2 separate regions of the Sus scrofa genome follow, and region 1 is linked to region 2. Evidence: chromatin contacts called from public Hi-C data. All regions are on one chromosome and are shown on one strand. The core of a region is the stretch at or near the end of the contact, and the rest is flanking DNA. Distances in the headings are between cores, read along the strand shown.

The links. Hi-C and Micro-C count contacts between places; a contact is called where the count stands out from the background.
Region 1: a Hi-C map of liver shows a contact between it and region 2, with 3 times the contacts expected there. The contact joins the promoter of FUK here to the promoter of DDX19B in region 2. A contact is called at or near these places in 3 of 47 Hi-C or Micro-C datasets (embryonic fibroblasts, liver and skeletal muscle) and 1 of 2 datasets of contacts at active chromatin or transcription factors (alveolar macrophages).

What each region holds. Positions count from the first base shown.
Region 1 is chr6:13,467,720-13,474,146 of Sscrofa11.1, forward strand. It overlaps FUK (L-fucose kinase), which reads left to right and starts at 4,052. Exons shown (of 24, transcript XR_002344515.1): 1 at 4,052-4,427.
Region 2 is chr6:13,326,477-13,333,148 of Sscrofa11.1, forward strand. DDX19B (ATP-dependent RNA helicase DDX19B) reads left to right here and starts at 1,767. Exons shown (of 12, transcript XM_005653242.3): 1 at 1,767-1,960. It overlaps LOC102160376 (a long non-coding RNA gene), which reads right to left. Exons shown (of 3, transcript XR_002344513.1): 3 at 708-2,399.

The sequences.
Region 1 (6,427 bases), core at 2,802-5,301, 140 kb after region 2:
TATAATGTTTTCAAGATTCGTCCATGTCGCAACATGTATTAGTATTTCATTCTTTTTATGGCTGAAGAATATTCCATTGTATGAAAATGTCACATTTTATTTATCTGGTATATTGTTTAAAAAGTTGTGGGAAGAAAATAAACTGGTTTACCTTTGTTTAATGTATCTGTACCTCTCTGCTAGAGCATTTGTTAACATCCTATAGAAGTACTCTTTGGAAAATACTGCACAAGATATTTGGCAAAGGCACGTGAGGCTTTGGGGAAGAGTGGCCACTTAATGATAAAGTACACATCATAGCTCTCCAGAAAGGGTTCATTATTTGGTTATACTATCAGGTCTGGTTTTATTTGTATGATTGTTTGTTTTTGGCCACACTCGAGGCATCTGAAAGTTCCTGGGCCAGGGACTGAACTGAACCACAGCCTCGACCTGAGCCATAGCAGTGACAACACAGATCCTTAGCCCACTGAGCCATCAGGGAACTCCTAGGTTAAGGTTTTGAGTATTTAAAACCATAGCAGCTACTTAAATTTCTCCTTGGAAGACCCAGTAGGAGCATTTAATATCCTCTCTCCATTTTCTTTTTTTTTTCTTTCTTTTTTCTTTTTACAGCTGCACCTGTGGCATATGGAAGTTCCTGGGCTAGGGGTCAAATCAGAGCTATAGCTGTGGCCCATGCCACAGCTGCGGGCAACACTGGATCTAAGCCACATCTGCACCTATGCTGCAGTGGCAGCGACACCAGATTCTTAACTTACTGAGCAGAGCCAGGGACAGAAAAACTGCGTCCTCACAGAGACATGGGGTCCTTAACCTGCTGGGCCAGGAATGCTCTTTGCCAGGCCCCCTGCCGTGAACGATCTTGGTTATATCCCTTTACAGGGATGTACACCCTTTCCCAGTGATGTGAGGCTCGGCTGCTACCATCTCATAGCTCCACCCTTCTCTGGAGATTTGTTATCAGTCCCTGTGGGCTGCTTTGCCTGGAGATGACTGGGAAGGTAAGCTCCTCCTTTCTCCACCTCTCCTTGTCCCACAGCCCATGAATGACTGAAGTGGGGAACAAAGTCCAGCTCCCTCGCCTCTAAGAGGGAGAAAACTGGTGGTGCATTTTGTGCTCCAGAGCTCCCCATAGGATCAGACTGAGGCTAAATTTAGCTGTACCCACCTCTTTGCCTGACTTCTTCCTCTGGCCTATTATGCCTCCCTCACTGCCCTAATAAATTGTTTGCACAAGAATCCCTTTCTCAGGCTCTGCATCTAGGGAATTCAATCTAAGATACCCCGTGGGTAATCCTGGCTCCCAGAGGGATTCCCTGATATCAGCAGCAGCCACACATCTCATGCAGGGTCCTGCAGATTACACCTCCTCCAAGAAGCCTTTAGACTTGCACCCTCACACTCTAGTAGCATGATAGTTCAATAAGGAAGTTAGATGCCTACTCTCTGCCAGGCACTGTGCCAGACCCTTCATGTATATTAACTCATTGAATACTTCCAACAATGGCAAATACTCCTGTATTTTTCCGAGGAAAAACTGGACTCAAATAATTTGAGTGGCTTGCTCATACTGTCAGAAAGTGATGAGAAAGTGGGAAGGATTTGTTTAATTCCAAACTCTCTATTTAACCACTAGAATCTACCCTATATTACTGCATCAGATTTTTTTTTTTTTTGTCTTTTTTCCTTTTCTGGGGCTGCACCTGCAGCATATGGAGGTTCCCAGGCTAGAGGTCTAATCGGAGCTGTAGCAATGCGGGATCTGAGTGGCGTCGTCGTGAACACCACAGTTCACGGCAACGCCGGATCCTTAACCCACTAAGCAAGGCCAGGGATCGAACCTGCAACCTCATGGTTCCTAGTCAGATTCGTTAACCACTGAGCCAGGACGGGAACTCAAGAATTTCTTTTTAAAGTAGTGTCATTTTAATTAATTATTTATTTTGTCTTTTTAGAGCCACGCCCATGGCATAGGGAGGTTCCCAGGCTAGGGGTCAAATTGGAGCTGTAGCCGCCAGCCTACACCACAGCCACAGCAATGCCATATGTGAGCCGTGTCTGCAACCTACACCAAAGCTCACAGCAACGCTGGACACTTAACCCAATGAGCAAGGCCTGGGATCGAACCTGTATCCTCATGGATACTAGTCAGATTCATTTCCTCTGAGCCATGATGGGAACTCCCCAGAATGTTTTTTTAATGGCTCTGTCTACCGCAGACAGTGGGTCTATACACAGATAAACTACATGTGTTTGGTTTTTTTTTTTTTTTTTTTTGTCTGCTGCTGACAGATTTCACCAAGGGGTTTAGATTATTAAATAAACCTGTGAGTAACTTTGCTCGAGGCCTTGGAGCCACTCCTTCATCTGGCCCACATCCCTGCCCTAGGAGACAGGGTGAAGCCCTTCGCCTCCAGCTCCTTGGAACTCATTGTTTTCCTTGAGCTCCCACCAAAGCTGCAGCTGCAGGCATCCCTGCCTTCCACTCCACTGCAGAGCCAGGATCTGCATTGCTGAGTACAGCAGCAATGGGAGGCAGCTTATCACTTCCCTGGAGGCCTCCTGGGTTCACAGAAAAAAAGAGCAAGTGCTGAAGTGGGAGAAGAAGGATGGGACCTGGTGACGACGAGAGGGGATGACACCAGCGGTTGAGGACTGAAGGAAGAAGAGACGTTTAGGGGAGGAAGTAGGGTGGTGGGAGCTGAGGAGGGGATTGATCTTTATTCCTTCCTTCATTTAACATTATTTTAACTACCTGCAATGTCCTAGCCACGTTCTAGTGACTGAGGCTCCAAGAGAAAACAAACCACAGATCCTGCCTTAATGGGGCTACATGGGAATAATAACAACAATCATTGTAATAATGGCTAACATTTTTGGAGCATTTACTGTGGAGTCAAGCATTTACCTTTTATTGTGGCAGGGGGGTGGGGGGCAAGCCAGAGGCATGCAGAAGTTGCCAGGCCAGAGATCAAACCTACCCCACAGCAGCGACCCTGAGCCACAGGAGTGACAATGCCAGATCCTTAACCCAATGAGCCACCAGGCAACTCTAAGCAGTTACTTAGTTTATCCTCCTAGCAAGTTCAGGCATTTGATACTAGTATTTTTTTTTTTTTTGCATTTGATACTAGTATTAACACATTTTACAGATGAAGACAAAAAGACACAGAGTAGCCAAGTGACTGGCCAAGGTTACAGTTAGAGCAGAATCCCTCATCTTCTCTGAGACTGACCACTTGGGCCTCTCAGGCTCACCATTAACAACAGTAGATTTGGAAAGTAATTCTCATAAGAAAAATTCAAACAATACAAATAAAGCTCAAGTTCTCCCTGTTTATCTCCGTCCTTGGCAGTCTCCTTCCAGTCCTGTTCCTGTTCTTATGTCCTATGTGTCCAGATACATATTTATTTTTGTGGCTCTGCCTGCAACATGGGGAAGTTCCTGGGCTAGGGATAGAAGCCCAACCACAGCAGTGACAACGCTGTATTCTTTAACCCTAGGCCCTCACATACATTATTTTTGACATGAGTAGCTTCCCATGCATAATGTTCTGTTACAAACTGTGGCGAACATCTTTCTCTATGGTACCTACAGATTTAGCTCATTATTTCTGACTGCTGCATGGTATTCCATAGCATAGATGTGCCTAGTTTATTTTTCCAGTACCCTAGAAAGAGACAGAGGGAAAGATTCCAAATTTCCGCCACTACAAACAATACTGCCATTCATAACTTTTCCAGAAGATCCACAGATCTTCCCACTAGAGAGTTAGAAAGTTTCTACCGGAAACTTTCACGTGATGAACCCGCGAGAGCATGGCCAATTGCCAATCCAACCGTAGTCGCTCACGCTCGAACGACACTTGTGGCTTTTTTCCCCTCCCAGTTAGATTTTTTTTTTTTTTCTTCTTCTTCTCCCTCCTCTTCGTAGAAAAACCGCGGCCCCACGTCCGGGCCACGGGGTTGAACGAACAAACAAAATCCAAACCTGAAACCCGGAGTTCCGGAAAAAGAGCTTTGTCTTTAAGACGCACTCGTTCCTCTGGGAGTTGTAGTTTTGCTGCCCAGCGGAGCTCCCTTTTCCCCGTCACGCCCCTTCTCGAAGTGAAGACTCACTGCCCTTTAGGAAAGCGGTGCCCTGACCACCTCCGTTTGCCATTTGTGTTAGCTGAGAGGTCGTCTTTTGGGGGCGGACAAGCCAAGGCTGGAGGAGGGCTGAAACTACATTTCCCAGGGTGCTCAGCGAAGGCACACACAGCCTCGCCTTAAAAAGTCCCCTGCGCCGAGCGCCGGGAGGAGGCAGGTATGCTGTAGGTCCCTGTGGGTCCCAGCATTTGCACACCCCAGTACCGCAGCTGCTTCCCAGCCCACACTTTTGGACCCGCGGGGACTGAGCTGAGCCGCTGGCTGGTTTCTGATAGGTAATAGTTTCCGGGAGCTCTGCTGGCACCCCCGTCTCCTACTTGCTGTAGGGGGAGTCTGTATGGTCCCTCTATTCGCTGGTCTGGGTGTTTCTGGGGACGCCCAAGATTGGAACGACAGGCAGGTGGGGCGCTGGATGCCAGCGCTGGTGGTTGCTTTGAGGTCACTTCTCCTGCCTCAGTTTACCCCATCGGGGCTCGTCATTACCCACAAATCTCAATTATATGCCGTTTGTGTAATTTGCAATGCAATTTTACTCCCAGTCACCCTTACTCTGCCTGTTTTTCCTCCTAGAAGGCAAATCAGATCCCTTCCTGAGGCTGTTTTTTCCCTTTAAAGCTCTAAAGTGCAAAATCCATGCCCCACCTCTCTTCAAAAAGCAAATATGAAGAAGCCTTATTGTTTTATTCTGTTCCTGGCTCCCCTTCCCTGTCCTGATTTTGGCAGCGTGTGGCTGAGGACAGTAAAAACTATTTGAAATTGGCCTCAGTAGATTAAGTTCTGTTGGAAGTGTGCACAATATTGGAATAGAGGCCTGTATTCTCTAAGAGTTCTGTGCAGATGTCAGGTGTGACAGAGGGTAAAGACTCCAGGAGAGATGTCTGTTTCTACAGGCTAGGTAAGAATATGAACCTTGGAGTTAGTTGGACACCTGACCTACCTGTACTAGTTGTATGTGACCTTGGGCAGATGATTTCATTTCTTTAAGCTACTGTTCCCTGATGTACAATGTAAGTGTGGTAAAATTCAACTCATAGGGCCATTGAGTGGGTCACATGAGCTAATACTTCAGCGTGTCTTTGGTATAGTGCCCAGAAAAGACACTCTTTAAGCTACTGGTGCTATTCCATCTTTTGTGTTCTCAAAACACCCTTTAGGCTGATCTGGCAAGGCAGGCTACCTGGTCTTGGCTGATTTCTCCAGGCCTTCTCTGGGTTTTTTCTTCTTTAGGGGCATCTTTGACCCAGAGGGTATTTCAGAGCCTTCACTCCAACCTGCTTTAGGGTCAGGTTTTACTCTCCTGCTGCTTTCCCCCACTAGAAAGAACTACTATTCATTGAGCTCCTGCTTTGTGCCACATATTTTATGTCTTATTTAATGCAACGGTCCTAGGAGGTTAGTATCTTTGGCCCTAGTTTTCAGATTAGTAAACTGAGGATCAGAGAGGTTAAGTAACCTGCTCAGGATCACACAGGAAGAGGCAGAGATGAGAACTGACCCCTGGGGATTGATTCTCAGCCTAAGACTATTCCTCTGCCCCAATCTCTCTTTCTCTCTCTCTTTTTTTTTTTTTTTTTTTTTTTTGTCTTTTTAGGGCTGCACCTGCGGCATATGGAGGCTCCCAGGCTAGGGGTTGAATTGGAGCTACAGCTGCAGGCCTATGCCACAGCCACAGCCACAGCCACTCAGGACCCAAGCTGCATCTGTGATCTACACCACAGCTTACAGCAACACTGGATCCTTAACCCATTGAGCAAGGTCAGGGACTGAACCCACGTCCTCATGGATGCTAGTCGGGTTTGCTAACCACTGAGCCACAACCGGAACACCCCTCTGCCCCAATCTCTGATAGAGGACAGTCCAGATTGTGCTGTCCTCCCTTCTCTGCCCATGACTTGTCATCTGCCCAGTTGTCTCAGTCACTGTTCCACGACCAGTCACTATAAGGCTCGGACCTTTGGGCTCTCTTTGGGGTATTTCTTTCTTGCTCTCTTTTATCACCTTCGCTTAGGGTCAAACATCAGCATCACCATGACCTAAATAAGAAGCTGAGAAACCCAGGTTCCACTCATGGCTGTAGCACCTACTAGCATTTCTAAAATGGACAGAATATTTACTTACTTGGCAGTGGTGTTGGGGGGATGAAAAGTCATAATGTCTCGGAGTTCCCGTCGTGGCACAGTGGTTAACGAATCCGACTAGGAACCATGAGGTTGCAGGTTCGGTCCCTGCCCTTGCTCAGTGGGTTAACGATCCAGCGTTGCCGTGAGCTGTGGTG
Region 2 (6,672 bases), core at 517-3,016:
TATGTACAAGCATATATGTGAGTTTGTTATATTTGCACAAATGGATCCTACTGTTTACAGTCCTATATCTTTGATGATTATTTTTAATCTCATTAAATTTAAAAGTTCCTTAACCTCTTCTAGCCCTGTGATCAGTATAATTTGGCAGAACTTTCCAGGATTCCTTCTGACATGAGTTGTAGGTCATGGCCTGTTAGACTGTATGTTTGCCTTTTTCGTGCACACCCTCACCTGTAGGGTCCAAAGAAATCTTCCCCAAGTTAACCCTGTAAAGAGTGCAGGAGAGAAAGAGTCATGGCAAGAAGAGGATTCTGGGAAGTGCTCTACCCTTTCCCAAACATTTTAACTTAGAGTCTACAGGTAAAATTCCAAATAAAGCCCACTATTACTTGAAGTTAATCTGTTATAGTGGATTATTGGCAAAACAAGAGAGGTGGGGATTCATTTCTCACTCAGGTTGTAGGGAAATACCCAGTTTCTTTTTTCTTTTTTTTTTTCTGTTTTTTGTCTTTTGTTGTTGTTGTTGCTATTTCTTGGGCCGCTCCCGCGGCATATGGAGGTTCCCAGGCTAGGGGTTGAATCGGAGCTGTAGCCACCGGCCTACGCCAGAGCCACAGCAACGCAGGATCCGAGCCGCGTCTGCAGCCTACACCACAGCTCACGGCAACGCCGGATCCTTAACCCACTGAGCAAGGGCAGGGACCGAACCCGCAACCTCATGGTTCCTAGTCGGATTTGTTAACCACTGCGCCACGACGGGAACTCCCCAGTTTCATTCTAGTGAAGTAACAAGGAAAGAGAAGCTTGTTTGATCCCAGTTAAGGGAAAGTGTCACACTTAATCCTTATTTTACTTCTTCTAGAAGCCCAGTATTTTTAGAAATTTTATTTATTTATTGGCCACACCTGCAAAGCTCCCAGGCCAGGGATCGAACCCTTGCCGCTGCAGTTACCAGAGCCACAGCAGTGACAGTGCTGGATTCTTAACCCACTGAGCCACCAAGAAACTCCATCCCCCCCGCCTTTTCTTTTTAAAAATGATCTGAATCACAGAACCTTTACATGAGAGAGCTGGGATTCTAGCCTAGGCAAGGCTAAATCTAAAAGTCACACCAGATTGGCGAGTTCCCTGAAGTGAACTCATTTGCTCATTAAACTGCTCTGTGCAGCCCTTTTCATCCAGCCCTTACCAATTTATTCTTATCTGGTTCTTGTCATTGGTCGAGAAACTGTGTTCAGTTCCACACACACACAGTTCGGTTACTCTGTATCTCTGATCTTCTACTTGGAATACATTTCCCTAGCACCCTTGCTGAGCATTTTTTTTAAGATTAAATTCCTGTAAATGTATTGCCATACAGTCTGTGGGACAAATTTTTAACCAGTGTTTGAGAGGGCTGATTCTCGACACTCTAGGCAACACCTGCACATTTAAATTTACCAACCTGGAAAAATGAATAAAATAAAAATCCGCCTTTTTCAGGTTCATTTTGCTCACTATCGTAATGGATTTGTGTATTGGTATATTCCGTTTATTTATATTCTGACATCTTTGTCACTGTGCTGGGCAAGAATGTGGTTTTGTTCTTCGGTTGGAGAGCCCATTGGCAGGAGCTTCGGCACTTAAAGATAACTGTCCCAGTCTGCAGTTCTGCGTGTTGAATAAGAAACTCTGAGCAGTTCAAGGGGTGGGGGTCCGAAAGCGGCAAGAGCGACAGTCCATGGGGTTAGGGGCTGTCAGGCCGGCGCGGACTCCGACGTCACTGCGGCGCGCCGCTTCCGGTCCCCAGCGCCGGAGCGAATGACTTCCCCCTCCGTGGGGCCAGGGTTGCCCAGGGTTGCCCAGGATTGCGGATCGCCCGGGCAAGGTCGCCAGCACCTGCCTCCCACCGGCGCAAGGGACTATGGCCACCGACTCATGGGCCCTAGCGGTGGACCAGCAGGAAGCGGCGGCTGAGTCGGTGAGTAGGCTTCATCTATAAAAAGATCAGGGGGCCAGTTTTGACCGCAGATCAGATCCCTGGGAAAAGACACTGCCAGGTTGGTCTGGCCCGGGATGGGGTGCGTGAGCGGATGGAGCCTGGACCCTGAGCTGGCTTAGTTTATCCACCCGTCGCCTCTCCTGTCGGTTACGTAGGCTCAGGTGAGCATTTCCATCCGTGAAGATCCCAGCCGCCTGCTTGTCCTGAAGTCAGGCTTGCACTTACCACCCTGAATTGTAGTAATCACCTTTGTAGGTGTTTTTTTTCCACCTGCCGATTTTGAGTTGTTTGGGCTCAGGGACCGTGACTTTTTCATATTAGTGTGCTTCCTCAGCTGCTCAGTAAGGATGAATGATCGATTCCGTAGGCCTGGCAGTCAGTTAAATCCTCTCCTGGTCCGCTTAACTTCGTTCTGGATCTGACACACAGTAAGCAAGATATGCATTAAACGTTAGAATTAATTTTTCCTGCCTTAACTCTCCTGAATTCTGATACTGCTTTGAATGCACTTTGTCGGTACTTATGTCTGTTAACTTCTCAAGAACAAGGACTTGGTCTTATTTTTTTATAACTGATAAAAATGTTTCATATGTACGTAAAAAGTCAAATAGGTTTTTTTTTTGCCTTGAGGTTCCCAGCCTAGGGAACTAATGGGAGCTACAGATGCTGGCCTGCGCCACAGCCACACCAGATCCTAGCCACATGTGCAACTTACACCACAGCTCACAGCAACTGCCAGATCCTTACACCACTGAGCAAGGCCAGGGATCTAACCCACAACCTCATGGTTCGTAGTCGGATTCTTTTTCGCTGCGCCACGACAGGAACTCCAAGAGTCAAATAGTTTTAAAACTGGTTCCCACCAGTTTTTTCCTCCACAGAGTAAACTATTTTTCTTGAAATTGATTTACAGCATTGACCTGCTTGTTCCCTGAATAACATGCTTGCTTTTGCTACTTCTTGAATTTTCTGTTTTAAGTGTTTATTGATTTTGACACTTTCCTCAATCCTTTCCCTGCCACTAAAGCACACTTTCCGGTTCCTAATCTTTCTATTATTTGGGGTTTTAATTAGATCAGTCATCTGTGTTTATATTATTAGTAAGTCATGAATATTTTTATTTGCTATACAACTTTTCCTTGAAATTTAGAAGTGCCTTGTGTTTTTGCTTTGTGCACTTTGTGCTCATCACCAGTTCAACCCCAGGCTCTTTGCTGTCTATGTTTATTTCTGAATATTCACACACATCAAATATTCTATTAGTTCCATTTCTCCCAGGTCTTTTAGCCTCCTTCAAATTGTACTAGTTGCTCTGACTTGTTTTGGGCTCAAGGGAACAGGGCAGATTTCCCTTTGTCCTCATTCTGGGGGCTTCCTCCTCTTCGCTTGTATTGGATCCCCTCCTTTTTGCATCCCCTCTCTTCATCTTCCTTGATTTGGTGGAGCCATTCATCAGCTTTCTGAAGGTGTCTGGGAAGTAAAATATTTAAGATGCTGCCTTTCCAATATTAGCTTATTTTTCCTATCATCTAGTATGGCTGGGTGTAGAACTGTAAGTTGGGAGTTATTTTCCTGTGATATTGCCTTCTATATTTCTGTATTTGTTGTTGAGATGTGTGAGACCATTCTGATTCCTGATGTGACCTTTTTCCCTTTCTAAGCTTGAAGAATCTTCTGTTTGTCTCCAGTAGTCAAAAAATTCATGATGGTGTGTCCTGATATAGGTCTGTTTTCATTCATTTTATGAGGCACTGGTGGGAACTTCAGTCTGGAAAACTCTTGTCTTTGAGTTATGGGAAATTTTCTAGGAAGTTTTCTTTTTTCTTTCTTTCTTTTTTTTTTTTTTTGTATAATGATCATAACAATCTAATTTCACAGGATTTCCATCCCACAGCCCAGGCACATCCCCCCACCCTCCAAACTGTCTCCTCCGGAGACCATAAGTTTTTCAATGTCTGTGAGTCAGCATCTATTCTGCAAAGAAGTTCCGTCTGTCCTTTTTTCAGATTCCACATGTCAGTGAAAGCATTTGATGTTGGTGTCTCATTGTATGGCTGACTTCACTTAGCATGATAGTTTCTAGGTCCATCCATGTTGCAAAAAATGCTGGTATTTCGTTCTTTTTAATGGTTGAGTAATATTCCATTGTGTATATGTACCACATCTTCTGGATCCACTCCTCTGTTGATGGACATTTAGGTTGTTCCGATGTCTTGGCTATTGTAAATAGTGCTGCAGTGAACATTGGAGTACATGTGTCTTTGCGAGTCGTGATTTTCTCTGGATAGATGCCCAGGAGTGGGATTGCTGGATCAAATGGTAGTTCTATTTTTAGTTTTCTGAGGAATCTCCATCCTGCTTTCCACAGTGGTTGCACCAATTTACAATCCCACCAACAGTGTACTAGGGTTCCTTTTTCTCCACACCCTCTCCAGCACTTATTGTTTGTAGACTTTTGGATGATGGCCATTCTGGCTGGTGTAAGGTACCTCATCGTGGTTTTGATTTGTATTTCTCTAATAATGAGTGACGCTGAACATCTTTTCATGTGTTTCTCGGCCATCTGTATGTCTTCTTTGGAGAATTGTCTGTTTAGATCTTCTGCCCACTTTTGGATGGGGTTGTTTGTTTTTTTGGTATTAAGCTGCAGAAGGTATTTATAAATTTTGGAGATTAATCCCTTGTCAGTCGATTCACTTGCAAAGATTTTCTCCCATTCTGTGGGTTGTCTTTTTGTGTTGTTTAAGGTTTCCTTTGCTGTGCAGAAACTTTGAAGTTTGAGTAGGTCCCATTTGTTTATTTTTCTTTTTATTGTCAATACTCTGATAGGTGGATCTGAGAAGAAGTTGCTGTCGTTTATGTCAGAGAGTGTTTGGCCTATGTTTTCCTCTAGGAGTTTGATAGTGTCTGGTCTTACATCTAGGTCTTTAATCCATTTTGAGTTTATTTTTGTGTATGGTGTTAGGGAGTGTTCTAATTTCATTCTTTTCCATGTGGCTGTCCAGTTTTCCCAGCACCACTTATTGAACAAGCTGTCCTTTCTCCATTGTATAGTCTTGCCTCCTTTGTCATAGATTAGTTGGCTGTAAGTGCATGGGTTTAATTCTGGGCTTTCTATCCTGTTCCACTGATCTGTATTTCTGTCTTTGTGCCAGTACCATGCAGTTTGGTAATTTGATAGGGATTGCACTGAATCTGTAGATTGCCTTGGGTAGTATAGTCATTTTGATAATATTAACTCTTCCAATCCATGAGCATGGTATATCTTTCCATCTATTTGTGTCATCTTTGATTTCTTTCATCAGTGGCTTGTAGTTTTCAGAGTACAGGTCTTTTGTTTCTTTAGGTAGGTTTACTCCTAGGTATTTTATTCTTTTGGATGCGATGGTAAACGGGATTGCTTCCCTAATTTCCTTTTCTGCTTTTTCATTGTTAGTATATAGAAACGCTATCGATTTCTGTGTATTGATTTTGTATCCTGCAACTTTGCCAAATTCGTGGATAAGCTCTAACAGTTTTCTGGTACAGTCTTTAGGATTCTCTAGGTATAGTAGCATGTCATTTGCAAATAGGGATAGTTTTACTTCTTCCTTTCCAATCTGGATTCATTTCTTTTACTTCTCTGATTGCTGTGGCTAGGACTTCCAGAACTATGTTGAAGAGTAGTGGCGAGAGCAGACATCCTTGTCTTGTTCCTGATCTCAGCGGGAATTGTTTCAGCTTTTCACCATTGAGAATGATGTTCGCTGTGGGTTTGTCGTATATGGCCTTTATCATGTTGAGGTAGGTTCCCGTTATGCCCACTTTCTGAAGGGTTTTTATCAGAATTGGGTGTTGGGTTTTGTCAAAGGCTTTTTCCGCGTCTATCGAGAGGATCATATGGTTTTCATTCTTCAGTTTGTTAATGTGGTGTATCACACTGATGGATTTGAGGATACTGAAGAACCCTTGTATTTATGGGATAAATCCCGCTTGATCATGATGTACAATCCTTTTAATGTATTGTTGGATGTGGTTTGCTAGTATTTTGTTGAGGATTTTTGCATCAATGTTCATCAGTTATATTGGCCTGTAGTTTTCTTTTTTGTGGAGTCTTTGTCTGGTTTTGGTACCAGGGTGACGGTGGCCTCATAGAATGAGTTTGGGAGTATCCCTTCCTTGAAATTTTTTGAAATAGTTTCAGGAGGAGAGGTGTTAGCTCTTCTCTAAATGTTTGATAGAATTTGCCTGTGAAGCCATCCGGTCCTGGACTTTTGTTTGTTGGAAGTGGTTTTTTTTTTTTTTTTTGTCTTTTTGCTATTTCTTTGGGCCGCTCCCGCGGCATATGGAGGTTCCCAGGCTAGGGGTCGGATCGGAGCTGTAGCTGCCAGCCTACGCCAGAGCCGCAGCAATGCAGGATCCCAGCCGCGTCTGCAACTACACCACAGCTCACGGCAACGCCGGATCCTTAACCCACTGAGCAAGGGCAGGGATCGAACCTGCAACCTCATGGTTCCTAGTCAGATTCGTTAACCACTGCGCCACGACGGGAACTCCTGTTGGAAGTTTTTTAATACCAGTTTCAATTTCAGTTCTTGTGATGAGTGTATTCATCTTTTCTATTTCATCTTGGTTTAGTCTTGGAAGATTGTACTTTTCTAAGAATTTGTCCATTTCTTCTAGGTTTTCCATTTTATTGGCATATAGTTGCA